5 separate regions of the Mus musculus genome follow, and all the other regions are linked to region 4. The links are chromatin contacts, called in public HiChIP or PLAC-seq and promoter capture Hi-C maps. All regions are on one chromosome and are shown on one strand. The core of a region is the stretch at or near the end of the contact, and the rest is flanking DNA. Distances in the headings are between cores, read along the strand shown. Region 1 has its middle 27 kb from the start of Cst3. Region 2 holds the start of Napb (N-ethylmaleimide sensitive fusion protein attachment protein beta). Region 3 holds the start of Nxt1 (NTF2-related export protein 1). Region 4 holds the start of Apmap (adipocyte plasma membrane associated protein). Region 5 has its middle 5.8 kb from the start of Cstdc2.

Region 1 (2,700 bases), core at 55-2,554, 1.7 Mb before region 4:
TGCGAATTACTTTGGTAGTATTGAGGTAGATGAAGGGAGACCCACTTTTTTTCAGGGGTACTGAGTAGGTGTTACTCATTCTGCTAGTACTGCACAAATTGTCTTAAATCCTAAGTTTGTCAAGTTCTTGTTAGCAGGACTTTTCTTTTGTACATAAGTAAAGACAGTGGGGAATGGAGCAACTCGACACCTTTATTAGTAGTTATTGGCTTCTTACTGCCAATCCTTGATTGGAAGCACTTCCATTTCAGAGCCAGATGTCTGTCTGACACTGTCTGCAGACCACTTTGAATGCATTGAAGCTTCACTGAGCTAAGTAAGTATACAGCCACCACAGCTGATCTCTTTGAATGCTGAAGGTGCAGCCTCAGCCAGAGTATCTGAAATAGTTTTGTATCTGAGGTTTTACTGTCACAAACTAGTGAACACTGGGAGACACCACAGCTATTCTTGCCTATACCAGAGGGAAGCACTTTCCCTGGCCGTCTAATAGAGGGCCTGCTGTGACTGGATCAGAAGCAAGGTTTAATTTGCATGTAAGGCTCCCTGTGATTGCATGTAAGGCTCCAGCATTGTGATAAATCAGCTCTTGAGTGTGAAAGTCATTGCTAACATAACCACCACGGATAGCTAGGTTTTTGTTTACTGTTATTTTGATGAGCTTTGTAAAGTGCAGCCCAAGAATAAGGAAGATCCAAAGTGGGGACCCAGAATGCCAGGAGGGAGCATACAAATGCTCTAGCACATGGAGAAAAGGAAGCTTTCCCCTGGCTGCATGGGCCAGGAGAAAAGGAATTGTAGACAGGGTATTTTCAGACAGAAAACATCATGGACAGGCAGAATTAAGGGAGATAGGATCCCAGTCCAGAAAAAAGCCAAACTAAAACAAAACATGAACTTGAGCTGAATGAGAATGTGTGTATGATGAACCTTAGTTTTGGCCCTAACTATATAACCTGACTCCATCCCAGATTGATCATATACTGGAAGGAAGAAAATTGATTATACTCACGCCAGTGGTCCTAAGAAGACATAAAGACAAGAGTTGAGAAAGCAGAGATGTGAGATAAAGACGGAGCGAGGAGGAGAGGTCAGAAATCATCCAAGCTTAGGGTTTCACATATCACATATCACCTGTTGTGAGTTCTTCTCACTGAGGCCCATTTTTTCACCCCTATCTTCATTCTGGGTAATATAGTTTTAAGACTTTCAGCTAAAATTGGGAAAATAGAGACTGGTGCTGTAGAAAAGGAAGCTGCTGCCATCTGCTGTCACCTTTGGTCAATGCCCAGTGTCACTAGGTAGTCCACAGCAGCCAGGATAGTGTGTGGTGTGGGGTTCCCCAAGGCGCAGGACAGCGCTCATTTATGTTAGGTGTTCTGTCTCTCACTGAGGACACCGAGTCTACCCCAGAAGCCACCCCCAGTGCGAATTGGGGCTGACTGGGAGTGCCAGGAGCAGAAAAATCACCAGTGGTCCAAGTCTGCCCTCTTGTGGTCATTATCACCAGGTGCAGGATGCGGCCCAGCACTAAGACTCAGCTCAGGATGGGTAGGGTTTCCCCCCCTTAAGGTTCTGCATGTGTGGTTCTTTCCCCAAATCCACTTCTCTCTTTGCGTTTTCATATCTAGTTCTTTATCTTCCTTCAGATTAGATTAAATGTCATCGTCCCAAATTACATTTCCTGATAGTTCTTTTCTCTGTTGGATAGTATTTGGTTCTAAGCCCCGTGAAGACCACGATTTGCTCATCTCATTCCTATAATGAGTCTATTTCTAGCGCAGACCCTGAAAGATGATGGACGTTCAATACACATCTCAGCGAATATGTACTTATACGATGAACATGCCCTTGTGAGTGCGCCAGAGACTTTCCCAGAGTGGTTGAATTCTTTCCACGTGAACCTGATATAGTATTATCTCATGACAGCATCCAGCCAGGCTATAATGACTCTAATAAAAATGTGTTAAAACTGCCATTTTGATTCAGTGGCTAAAGTTAAAATCTATTTTCATTCTTCTACATGCAGACATCCTGTTAGACTAGCACCATTTGTTGAAGATGTTTTGTTTTCTCCTTTGTATGGTTTTGGCTTCTTTATCAAAAATCAAATGTCTATTTTATGTCTGAGTCTTTGATTTGATTCCATTGATCAATGTGTCTGTGTCTGTACCAATACCATGTATTTTTTTATCACTATTTCTCTGTAGCACATCTTGATGTCATGGGTGGTGATTCCTCCTGAAGTTCTTTTATTGTTCGGGATTCTTTGGCTATCCCTGGGTTCATTAGTTTTCCATATGAATTTGAGAATTGTTCTTTTAAGGTCTATAAAAATTGTGTTCTTTGTAGGACTTTATGAAAATGAAGGGAAAACATACTCACACTTATGGGACATAATGAAAGCTGTATTAAGAAGCACATTATGAGCATCAACCACCTTCCTAAATAAATTGAAGAGGTCTCAAGATAGCAACTTAATAGCACACCTGAAAGGTGTAGAACAGCAAGAAACAAACACATCCAAGAGAAGTAGATTGCAGGGAAATAAACAAACTCTGGACTGAATTCAATAAATTAGACACTAAGAGAGCAGTACAAAGAATTAATAAAACTAAGAGTTGGTCCTTTGAGATAATCAACAGATAGAAAACTCCATAAACAAACTAATGAAAAGGATACAGAGAGACAGGATCCAAG
Region 2 (2,700 bases), core at 32-2,531, 1.9 Mb before region 4:
GGGCTCAATTAAACTATTATATAATAATTAATGTAATTAGTAGTCAGATGAATGAAGTAAAAATAAAAGTCAAAGTTCACTGGGTACATTTTCAGCACTTAAGTGTCTATACTGAATTTTTACAGAAACTGCGTCTCACAATGCAGCAGTTTAGTATGTACCTCTAGTCCCTCTCGATAATTAAAATCTGTTCTTGGTACAGATCTTTCACTTTCAAATGGGAGAAAAAAAAGAAGAGGCACACGTAATTTCTACCGCTGTCATAAACAGCTGAATCATTCGCATAATCAACAGCCCAGAATTCTTCCACAAGCTCTCAGGGCAGGTTTTGCTTTTTGAAAGCTCAGAATGTAAACCAAACCCTTCCCTACCAAGATATGTAAGAATTAACAAAATCACGGGATTCCCAAAGGATACTCTGACTTTAAAAAGGAGCAATGTTACATACAGTTCATCAAACGGGAAGCCTGAACTACGGATACAAGTCACTCTGGCAAATGAAAAACACACCAAGGAGGATATGATTTCAAGGCCCTTGAGCCAAGGCCAGCGGGCAAGTGCCCGGGATACAGGGGCGCAGACTTCGCGCTCCCCACGAGCCACCAGCTGCTGCCAAACTCCAGGTTGAATTCCAGAACCTCACAGTCCTGGCTCCCCCGGGGGATTTACGGGCCCAACCAGGGGAAATGAATAAATCTGGTCCACCAGGAGGGGTGGCATCCTTGAAGAGGCAGCTTGGCGCGGACCCTGGAGCTAGCACCGGACCGTTGGCGACGCATGGGACTTGGGGGACCACAGAGATCTCCGAGGACGCGTAGGTGTTCTGGGTTGTTTAAGGGTGCCTGGGGATTGTGAGCTAGAGGTTCTCCGGGTGTGGGTGAGGGGTGTCCAAGGCCTGAGGATCCCCAAAAGGTTCTGGGGCTTGCAGTGTGTGCTGACTGGAGAGACACCCCAGACACGGCCCAAGGGATGCGATGAGGCCCTGGATGCTACGGGACCCAAAACAGAGCGTGGGCCACTGGGAATCCCGTAACCCTAAGCAGTTGCGCGGGGTACTCTGCGGTGGCAGCCGGCTGGGCAGGGGATCGGGCACCAAGACCCCTAAGGGCAAGACCTCTGGCGCTCACCCGAACAACCCTCGGAGGAAAGAGTGGGAAGCCTTCACTCGCTTCTCGGCCTCCGCCATAAGCTGGACCGCTTCTCGCTCCTTCCCTGCGTTGTCCATGTCACCCGCTGCAGCCAAAGCCTCCTCTGCTGACTAGCTAGGCTCCCGGGACGACTTAGCCCTCCCTCCAGCAGGTGCGGACACGCAGGCGCGGCACGCGTGGCCTTTCGGGATCTGTAGTCCTACATTCCACCTTAATGCCAGTTTGTCAGAGACCACAACTACAGTTCCCAGCAGGCTGCTGGGCAGGGCCGGGCGTTCTCCCGGACTCCCTGGAGGAGGGGGAAGGGGCGTGGCCTTCTGGAGGGGTCTTGGGCCTTGGACCCTTGGAGGTAGACTTCAAGGTTGAGAGAGAGAAAGAAAGAGAGAGAGAGACAGAGATAGAGACAGAGACAGACAGAGAGAGGGAGACAGAGAGACACTCTACAAGCAATACTGCAAAATTTAATCTAATGCAGCAGTTCAGCTCAATTTAGTCAACCATGTGGTGCCCCACCTCCCAACTCTGCCAGAAAAGCAGCAACAGCTGGCCTAAAGAGCTATTTTTAATTTCTGACAGCAAGACATTAAAAATGCATCATCATCCCCAATATAAATTCAGAGTTGATTTTAAGCGTCCCCAAACTACAACTTTCCATTTGGTCCTCTTGTTTAAAAATGGATTGCATATCTTTCCTGTAGGCACAATCTACTCTTGTTATTGACTGAATTCTATTAAATGGCTATAAGCCAGTGAACTCTCTTATGCTTTACATAATGCTGGCTATAGTGGGTGGATCTTGACAAAATTCCTGTCTGCCAGGAAGACTTCTAATCTACTAAATATCCATAGATAGATGCAATCCTGTGCCAGTGACTTCTAGGCCTGTCCCAGAGGGAGGTGTTTTTTAATACAATGTCTAGACCATTTATGCTTGGCAGTGCTACTTCTTAGGTGGTGCAGCAAATAGAATTACTGCCAAATGAGAGTTTCTGATGATTTAAAACTCTTCATGAATACGCTGTAGGAACTGGCAAGCAGAATTTGTCTAAGAAAATGAAGCCTGTTTTCAGAGAACATAGCAAGAGCGTTTAAACTCCTGGAAACAAGCTACCAAAACTGATGTCACAGTGTGGCATGATCCAACCATAGCAGGATGCTCTCAAGATAGAGGGGAATATCGGCTCTTGGTGCATAGTTTTTTTTACAACTACTATGAGCTTGTTTTTTTGTTGTTGTTTTTTTTTTCACTTTGGAGAACTGATTTGCAAGTTTGGAGCAGGAGGGTAGACGGAGGTAGGAAATTGGAGGTGGCAGTGGATGTTGGATTGAAGAGAGAAAAATTGCAAAAAGTGAACCAACATTGGCATTTGAAAAGGAGTCAGTTGGGGAATTTGGTGGATTGAGTCAACTCCTAAGCATCATGGGCAGCAGCAGTGTGTTGATCAGAGCAATTCCCAACCCTGGCTGAATGGAACAACTCTGCAGGATAGTCAAGAAATATTGATCCCTCTGCCACTAGTCTTTGGTGTCCAGATCTCCACTCTACCCTATT
Region 3 (2,700 bases), core at 20-2,519, 1.9 Mb before region 4:
GAGAGGAAGGGGAGAGGGAGAGAGAGAGAGAGAGAGAGAGAGAGAGAGAGAGAGAGATTCTATCCTCTAGAGAACCTTGACGAATACGCTCAACTGTGTCAGTGGCCAGTCCTTTAGAATCAGAGGCATCTCTAATCTCCCAAATTCAAGGGCTACTGAAAGAATAAAGGTCAAGTTCTCCCTCAGGAAAAGTCCTGGGACCTACCACTACTTTATCCCCAGGTTTACTACATATTTTTGTGTAACTACTGCTCCAAAGGCACTTATTCATCCTTGAAACTCAGACTCCAACTTAATTCTTTCAATAATGAAAACTTTTCACTCACTTAACTCCAGTGGGAAGTGACCTATATTGAACAGCCATTCTCGTTTCTTAAATCTAAAAACAAATGTTCCCTTAGTAACATGAGCAAAAGGAGCCGAGAGGTTGGTAACAAAATACAGATTAAAGTACTTAATTGAACAAAGCCACTTACAAACAGCTCTCCTAGCCGGGCAGATGAAGCAAAGAATCAGGTCTCAGCAAAGTTAGCTCTTTGGGTTTTGATACACGAAGCAGTTTCCCAATTTCCCACGCGAAATGGCTCCATTTCTATGCTAGGTATCTAGACAGCTCCAGATTAAAACAAATTCAGTGTCTTAAATGAGGTGGTACTGCGCCGCAGCTGGAGCCAGCAGGAAACTCAATTTGCACTGCATAGAAAGTCAACTACCATTGTCCCCTTGCCCGCCTCTTCGACCTCAGTTCTCACTAGACTAAAATTTGTTCTCTTATAAGTTCATCTGCTTGTCAACTCTAAGTAGCTTCACCTTAGGAAGGGTGCGCTCAGCTAAGATATTTGACCATATTTGACCACAAGGACTTCCACAGACTCTCAGATTTAGCCTTCCACCGGGTTCCTACACTACGGGTGTCTATGTGCTGGGTTCAGTCCAGAGCCTTATTGAAGCCATGCTGTTGTCTCCCTAGTTAGCATCAACCAGTGAAGCTCCACGTTGAAGCTTCACGAGTCTCCACAAGATATCATCCCAACACACACAGAAGAAGGGAGCCAGATCTAGCAAAGACAGATATCTCTTATTAACCAAGCCTTCCACAGCTAAGCGCGTTGACTCCACCCTCTCCACAACATCCAATCAGAGCTCCCTCAACCGGATCTTCTAGGATAGTGCCTAACCCGGAACCTACACTGTCTTTGCCGCCACACCTGGGCGGAGCCAAGTTTTCTACTGGCTCGCGTAGCTGCCCGTCGCGGGGAGGCGGGAGTCGACGGGAACCGGGATGCTAGCGCCTGCGCACATTGCAGCTTGCGGCGCGCGGGAAGCCACTACCGGCGCTTAACCGTTCCTCGCCTCCTGGACGTCGGCTTCTCAGGCGGAGCCTCTGGGAGGAAGAGGAGAACAGGAGAGAAACTCTTCTGGCCCGGGACCGCGACCGGGGCGGAACCCGGGACCGAGTCGCCTTGGCGGCGCTGACCGAGATCGAGCAGGTAAGTGAGCGCTCCTGCCTGGCCGTCTGGCAACGCCGCGGCACCAGGGACCTCTTCCCTTTTCTTAGGCTCAATAAGACATGGATGTTGTCCTTTCCTCCACGTGGTGTCTCTGCAACCTGGCATCAGGCTTTTTTATGTGCAGAACCGTGGCGGTGAGTTTGCCATACCCGGAGGAGAGCAGCAGTTTGGGGCCGGGGGATGTAAGAAGCGACTCCCAGCTGGAAATGAGGCCCGGGGCACGGCTGCCGTTTCTGAGGTCCAACTCCAGGAAACTACAGTATGAACCATGGGAGTGGAGCATCTTTCTGACTCTCACTCTACTATGTTTCGGTCGTACTGCTCTCTCCTTAAGAGAGAAAGATGACCGGGTTCTGTGGGTAGCTGAGGACCAGAAATAGGGGTGATCATCTTTGGGGGCGTGACCAATGTTAGGGCGAAGCATTGTGGCCTAAAGAAGTGGGGATGAGGTGGTTGGACAGAGAAATATGGTTACCTTGGAGAACATTGTTAAGCCAGCATCCCTAGAGCTGTTTTCATATAGAACTGCTTTCAAAAAAATCCTGGAACTTAGTAAGCATAGCTCTGACTCCCTTGCTTCCGTAGAATGAAGCAAGTAAGTTTGTAACTCTTTTTGTAAAGTTGTTACAGTGACTTGTGCAATGATGATTGAGGGAATGTACCTAAACTACTAAGCAAACAGCACTTCAGATTGATTGTTGAGTCGGAGGACCTTGGTGAGAGAGTGGCAAGAGCAGTATCAAGCTGGCTCCGAATTCATCTATAGGGCCAGCTTCCTCCTTGCTCTGTGTGGAATCCATCGTTCATAAACTGATAAGCTTAAAAAAATGAAACCGGGCATGGTGGCGCACGCCTTGAATCCCAGCACTTGGGAGGCAGAGGCAGGCGGATTTCTGAGTTCGAGGCCAGCCTGGTCTACAAAGTGAGTTCCGGGACAGCCAGGGCTACACAGAGAAACCCTGTCTCGAAAAACCAAAAAAAAAAAAATGTTGGCCCAGGCATGGTCGTGCACACCTTTATTCCCAGCACAAAAGGCAGAGGCGGATGTCATGAGTTCAAAGCCAGTGTGGTCTACATAGAAGTGGCAGAAATACATAGAGAGAACGTGTCTCAATAAAATAATAAAGGCTCTTGAAATGAAAAAGCATGTGTTCACAGCTTAAAGTTTTAAGCTTACTCTGTAGAGACC
Region 4 (2,700 bases), core at 118-2,617:
CTAAATATCAGGCCAATCTATCAAGAGTCCCCGGGTACCCAGGCTTCAAAACACTTTTCTTCTCCAAGTGCCCAGATAGGGCTCTCCACAGCTCCACCCTTTCCTAGTTCTCCTAGTTCCTGCAGTTAGGTTTGGCCACTCCTTGCTTATCCATTAAAAGACTCACCAACCATTAGCAATTAATTAGCAATACCCACAACAAGCAGGGTGAGCAATTTGTCATAATCTACCCACATTTAGCAAGGTGAGTCCTAGTTAATGAGATCTCAAGGCTACCTAGGATGGCTGGTCTCCCTAATCAAGATCCATACTAGTTAGTACCTTCCTGTTCTTTTACAAACTCCTCTTTCCAAAGCCAAAACATGTTTGTATGTTTATCTTATTACCATTAGTCAAACCGATCATCAGAAGCAAAAACTGTCTCTCATCTAGTATGCACCACATCCCTTCATCACATTGCTGGTGACCAAAGAAATATTTCTAATATTTCTATCATATAAGTTAATTCCACAACTTTGAGGCTGATCTAGATATTCAAAGTACAAAATTCTGGTCACCAAGTTGAAAAGTCAATTTTAAATGTCTTCTAGTACGGTTTAAGGAGCATGCTTCATATGTGGGCTAATAGTGCATTTTGAAAGTCAGAAAGACTGGGGCCCAAAAAAAATTTTTCTTTTTAAGGATTTACTGTCAGTAACTACTGTCCCTATTACAAAAACCTGCAAGGCCGAATTCTCAGAAACACTGCCAACAATGTCAGTCGGTTCTCTACTCCACGCTGAGGAGTACAGACTGCGCGGCGTCAATAGATGCAGGAGGAGGACCTTCGCAGAAAGGAAACCCAGCATCTTTTCTGACTTCTCTTTAAGGAAAGTGAATAACAAGGAACGCGAAAGAATCGGCTGACGGCAGTGGTCAGGTGGCTGTCCCAGGAGTATCAGAGGTTCCAACAAGGACAAGTCGGGAAGATGCGTGCAACTAAAGAAAGGCAAAAGGCGTTGGCTCCAGCGGCTGGGTGGCAAGAAGGGACAGAAAAGGTCCACAGCAGCGTGAGGGAGGACAACCAGGTCCACGCAAGGCCTCGCCCCGCAGATTGTCCTGTCAGCCCGAACCCGGCTCCTGGGTCCAAGCCGGGATAATGAGGAGGGTTCTCTCCCGTGGGATGATCCCAGCCCAGGTCCTGCCTACCTGCCCTCCTTGACCTCCGGGACCTGGCCATCGTCCGTGACGACCTGCGGCCGCAGGGGCCGACGCTGCCGCAGCCCGTCCGCTTCGCTCATTCTGCCGCCTCTCCACTGACACCTCCAACAGCGCCTTGACACTCAGCAACGCGGGTTTCAGAACTACTCCCTGGCGCGAGGAAATGACGTAAACTTAGCGCCGGAGCTGCAATGCAGGCCCCGCCCCCTTTTGGAGATTGGCACAGCAGTAAGGCTCCACCCCCTGGCCCCAGCCTACAGCTGCAGGCAAATGGTGAGGGGGTCCCTCCCTCAGTGAGCCGAGTCTGGATAGTGAGGCTGTAGCGGGTCTTCCTCAAGTCCGAGTGCTGGGCGGTGAAGTCTGCAGTAACAAGCTTGCAAAGAGAAGATGCCACTGATTCTTAACGAAATGTGTTCAATGCAGTAATCCCCGCCTGAACTGTTATCTTTTCTGAAAAGATTCCGCTAAAGTTCAAAATGTGTCCTTTTGGTTAAGATCAGATTTTGACTGCTAGATCGTCAAGTGGTTATACAATAGACATTTGATAAATTTTCTAAAGGGAGTTACCTAAAGACAGGCCCAAGTAGAAAAGACTGCTAATAGCAAAACTTTAGGAATCATGAAGCAACCACCAGGTAGTGCTTCCACGGTATTACAGCGAGTCGGACATACTCCAGGAGGTGAAGTGAGCAGACTGCAGGCAAATCCCTCCTTTCTGGAACTAATGAGAGCCATGACTTCAATACATGTAAATTTTAATACAGTGGTGATTTTAAAGAGAGAAACTTGGTCTAGTGGAAGCATTTAGCCGGTGAAGGAATGTGGGGGTAGGATTGGAAGAGAAAGGGCGGACAGGAGAATTTCAGGCAGCAATAACCAAGTAGGGCATTGGGAAGGATCTCTAGGATATAGGTGCTGGATTTTGTACCTCACTTGGGATTTTACAGAAGCAAACATGCCATTATCTTTTCGGCACTAGATGGCGATAGAATGCCACCTCAATGTTCTTTTTCCTCTCGCTTGAGGGAAGTGGAGATTTCTTAACACAGTTCTGTAGGGATCTCAGGTTATATATAATCCAAGGCTTGGCAACATGGTACTTGATTCCATCATTGAAGACAGACATTATAAAGATAATATCGTGGGTAATTGTAACAACTGCTGTGTGGGTCTGGCGCCTACCTGGAGACCTGAATGGCTTCCCCTTCTGATTGCATGTCTCTGACTTTGTCATGTTACTCCTTGTTTCCTTGTGATACGTTTTTTTTTCTACCTCCACCTAAACCACTTTTATCATCCAGAATCCATCTCAAGAGTCATTGCTGAAAATCTCTCATTAACTCTCCAGAGTATCCCCGTCTGTGGGAGGCTCTGTGAACATTCCTGAGCTGTCACAAGTAGCCAGTTACATCCAGTGCCTGTTACATGGATTATGCGTATCCTATGCCCAGTGTGAAACACATGGGCCAAAACAACCCGGAACACACACACGAAGAATAA
Region 5 (2,700 bases), core at 85-2,584, 1.8 Mb before region 4:
CTGGAACATTCAGCACCCACATCCTTGGCCCAGCTCTTCCATCTGTGGCTTCCTTGATTCAGTGTTCAGGTGGCTTTGTGTTTTGATTATTAAAAAAATGAATCCCACAGAGACTTTCAGCAAATGTGAACTAAAAAGAGGGCAATGGCTGTGTGTACTGGTGTTAAGAGGGAGTTAAACTATAAACACAAAGGTATGTGAACCCCCAACTGGGGACCACTTGCCATATATACAAGTCAAAATCCCTGGAGGTTCTATTTCTACCCCCTAACGTTGCCCTCACTTCTGGTTTGTAAATGGGGCATCCTCTGCCTTAGCTGTGTTCTGAGTGGAAGACTGGTGCATTTTGGAGATACTGTTCTTTCTTTTCTGTCCAAGGGCTCAGAACTGGTGTTCTGTTATATTTGTTTATGCAGAAGCCAAGGTTTCTATTTAACTTTGGCTCTGTGTGGACAAAGTGGATTTGAGGAAGGTTAGAAGGAGGAGAGAGGAAAAACTGTTTCTAATATAAATATGTTCCTCTTTTGAATGTGTTTGTTGCTGCTTATAGATTTCTCCAAAAATGGCATTTTCCAAGTGGTGGTGCACATTTTAATCTCAGCACTCAGGAGGATGAGGCAGAAAGGTTGGGAGTTCAAAGCAACCCTGAGCTGCATAGGAAGACTCTGTCTCAAAGAACTAAGGATTGGGGGAGTAGTTCAGTGGTTGGTTGGTTGCTGTTGGAATCAGAGCAAGGCCTTGAATTCAATATCTAGTAATGTACAAAAGGATTAAAAAGTCTTTTCCTCCCTTCCATAAGTCAGCCGACAGAAGCCAAAAGTCCTGGTCCTCTCTGTACACAGGCTAGTGTTTACTGTGTGGACTAGGAAGCTCTACCAGACCAGTTTCTCTTTTCCTTCTGAATATGATTTTCTTTTATGAGCATTTGAATGCTAAATAACAACAGTGTCCAACCTTTATTTTAAACAAACAGTTCCAAAGAGTTATGGTGCCACATTTCCTAGATAAAATATAGATTTCATTATAATAGAAAACCCAAATTACATAGGCTTCAGCCAGCCAGGGAATTGTGTCACATTCTTGGGGTGAAACCATTTCCTGTTTAGCTTTATGAGAGACCCCTGTGCTGATGATGTTTCTATGCAGGCACCAACAAGACCCATCTCCCTTAGGCTTTGCTCTGCATCCATAAGCTTCCTCAAGCCTTGCCTGGAGACCATCAGTGAAAGCTTTAGATAGGTAGCGACCATTATCTGAAACTCCTCAAAACCTGAGACTTTTAGTGTTCCGATGCTACAGTGGAAAATTCCAGCTCTGACTCATGTGATAGCTATAGCCAAAATGCAAGGTCACTAGTATTTGCTATTAAGTTACCCTTGCAGTATGAATAGTAGGGATGTACGAGATACAAGTGAGTTTCATTTTTAAACTTAGTTTCTGTTAGGTTGAAGGAAACCCCTAAGCACTCCAAAAGGACAGGCCCACTGACGATGTCTAAGTTGACAGCTTGAGCTCAGCTCGGGCTGAATGTTGGCAGGACAAACAAGAGGACTGCCGGACGATACTTTCAGTGTTCCTCAGGAACCTGTGAAAGCTTTGTGTTTGCCAGGAAATCCCACTTCCTTATCTCCCCCTGCTCTGGTGGATGAAGCATCTGGCTTCCTATTGCATATATACCAAAGCCAGTTACCCTCTAAACTCCTTTGGTCCCTATTTACATACACTTATTAGCCCACAAGAGCTTCCTAGTTCCCCTTCTACACTCCCCTGCTCTAGGCTAGCTCCTAGGCTGTTCCAGTTTATATCTCACTTCCTGCTCCCTTATTAGGACAAAGTATTTTCCCCTGTACCTCTCTATTCTCTCTCTCTCTTGTAATTCTCTGCCACTGTTCTCCCTTCTCTCACAGATAGCTCTAGTCATGCCCAGTCTGTATTTTTTTCTCTTGGCTGTGGACTCTTCTCCCTGCCTCGGGATGTTCTCTCTTCCTTATTTACAACAAAAACCTTCCCTTTGGATCATGGAGTAGCCATTTTGGTGGCTTCTTTGCAGTATTCTCACTTACACTTTCCATATCTAAGTTTTCTTTTTGTTTATAAATCCATAACGATCTCAAATCCATAAAAAGACTTGGTCCTAAGCATTGGAATTAAGTAATACTTAAGCTGTTTATAATTAAGTTTTATGCCATTAACATTTGCACAATTAGTCATACGGCATTTCTTACAGCTTGGATGCTTTACTCAACTCACGATAATGAGTCACCATGCTGGCATTTATAGACAGAACTCCTTCATTATCCTTGCTTTGCCCTGGTGCTTAGTGCTTCACCCTAGCAGATTAGCTATTTATATCATTTCCCACTGCCTGGATTCTACTCTTTTCTCTTAGAATTGAATGCAGAGCACCCTGGCCCACTTTCCATGTGCCTGCATCTGTTTCTTCAGTGAAGGCAGTAGGAGAGCTTTGAGGATGTCGATGGTCCCCCTTTTTAGCTTTATTAGGGACCACTCTGCTAGTGACATTTCTTTCTATGCGACTCACAGATCAAATTCATTTCAAAGTGTCAAAAATTTGTTTATAGCTTTAAAAAAATGTCTCATTAAAAATCCTTTCCAGGGCTGGAGAGATTGCTCAGTGGTTAAGAGACCACTATGTGGTCTTCCAGAGGCTGGGTTCAATTCTCAGCACCCACATCACAG

Evidence for each region. Promoter capture Hi-C pulls out the DNA fragments that hold promoters and counts their contacts. HiChIP or PLAC-seq counts read pairs in DNA pulled down with a chosen protein or histone mark.
Region 1: a promoter capture Hi-C map of pre-B cells shows a contact between it and region 4, with 6 times the contacts expected there. The contact joins the enhancer-like site here to the promoter of Apmap in region 4. A contact is called at or near these places in 8 of 39 promoter capture datasets (the 3T3-L1 cell line, cranial neural crest, embryonic stem cells and 4 more) and 3 of 115 datasets of contacts at active chromatin or transcription factors (bone marrow-derived dendritic cells, embryonic forebrain and extraembryonic endoderm stem cells).
Region 2: an H3K4me3 HiChIP or PLAC-seq map of embryonic forebrain shows a contact between it and region 4, with 7 times the contacts expected there. The contact joins the promoter of Napb here to the promoter of Apmap in region 4. A contact is called at or near these places in 5 of 39 promoter capture datasets (cranial neural crest, hippocampal neurons, liver and 1 more), 3 of 115 datasets of contacts at active chromatin or transcription factors (astrocytes, embryonic forebrain and large pre-B cells) and 2 of 9 other capture datasets (adipose tissue and liver).
Region 3: a promoter capture Hi-C map of liver shows a contact between it and region 4, with 5 times the contacts expected there. The contact joins the promoter of Nxt1 here to the promoter of Apmap in region 4. A contact is called at or near these places in 4 of 39 promoter capture datasets (3T3-L1-derived adipocytes, cranial neural crest, liver and 1 more), 2 of 484 Hi-C or Micro-C datasets (CD4 T cells and cardiomyocytes) and 4 of 115 datasets of contacts at active chromatin or transcription factors (astrocytes, embryonic stem cells, stem cell-derived neural progenitor cells and 1 more).
Region 5: a contact with region 4 is called in a promoter capture Hi-C map of liver, with 4 times the contacts expected there. The contact joins the enhancer-like site here to the promoter of Apmap in region 4. A contact is called at or near these places in 2 of 39 promoter capture datasets (hippocampal neurons and liver) and 2 of 115 datasets of contacts at active chromatin or transcription factors (astrocytes and stem cell-derived neural progenitor cells).

What each region holds. Positions count from the first base shown.
Region 1 is chr2:148,901,092-148,903,791 of GRCm38.p6, forward strand. No RefSeq gene overlaps it. Among named protein-coding and RNA genes, the nearest start is that of Cst3, 27 kb to the left of the region's middle. Within about 2 kb of position 1,305, at least 44 of the 459 cell types and tissues checked have an H3K27ac peak or open chromatin away from gene starts, as enhancers often do.
Region 2 is chr2:148,731,139-148,733,838 of GRCm38.p6, forward strand. It overlaps Napb (N-ethylmaleimide sensitive fusion protein attachment protein beta), which reads right to left and starts at 1,282. Exons shown (of 11, transcript NM_019632.3): 1 at 1,128-1,282. The coding sequence starts at 1,225.
Region 3 is chr2:148,671,346-148,674,045 of GRCm38.p6, forward strand. Nxt1 (NTF2-related export protein 1) reads left to right here and starts at 1,270. Exons shown (of 2, transcript NM_019761.6): 1 at 1,270-1,490.
Region 4 is chr2:150,607,200-150,609,899 of GRCm38.p6, forward strand. It overlaps Apmap (adipocyte plasma membrane associated protein), which reads right to left and starts at 1,368. Exons shown (of 9, transcript NM_027977.3): 1 at 1,189-1,368. The coding sequence starts at 1,280.
Region 5 is chr2:148,855,412-148,858,111 of GRCm38.p6, forward strand. No RefSeq gene overlaps it. Among named protein-coding and RNA genes, the nearest start is that of Cstdc2, 5.8 kb to the left of the region's middle. Within about 2 kb of position 1,335, at least 136 of the 459 cell types and tissues checked have an H3K27ac peak or open chromatin away from gene starts, as enhancers often do. A contact at or near this core is called in astrocytes and liver, where this site is marked.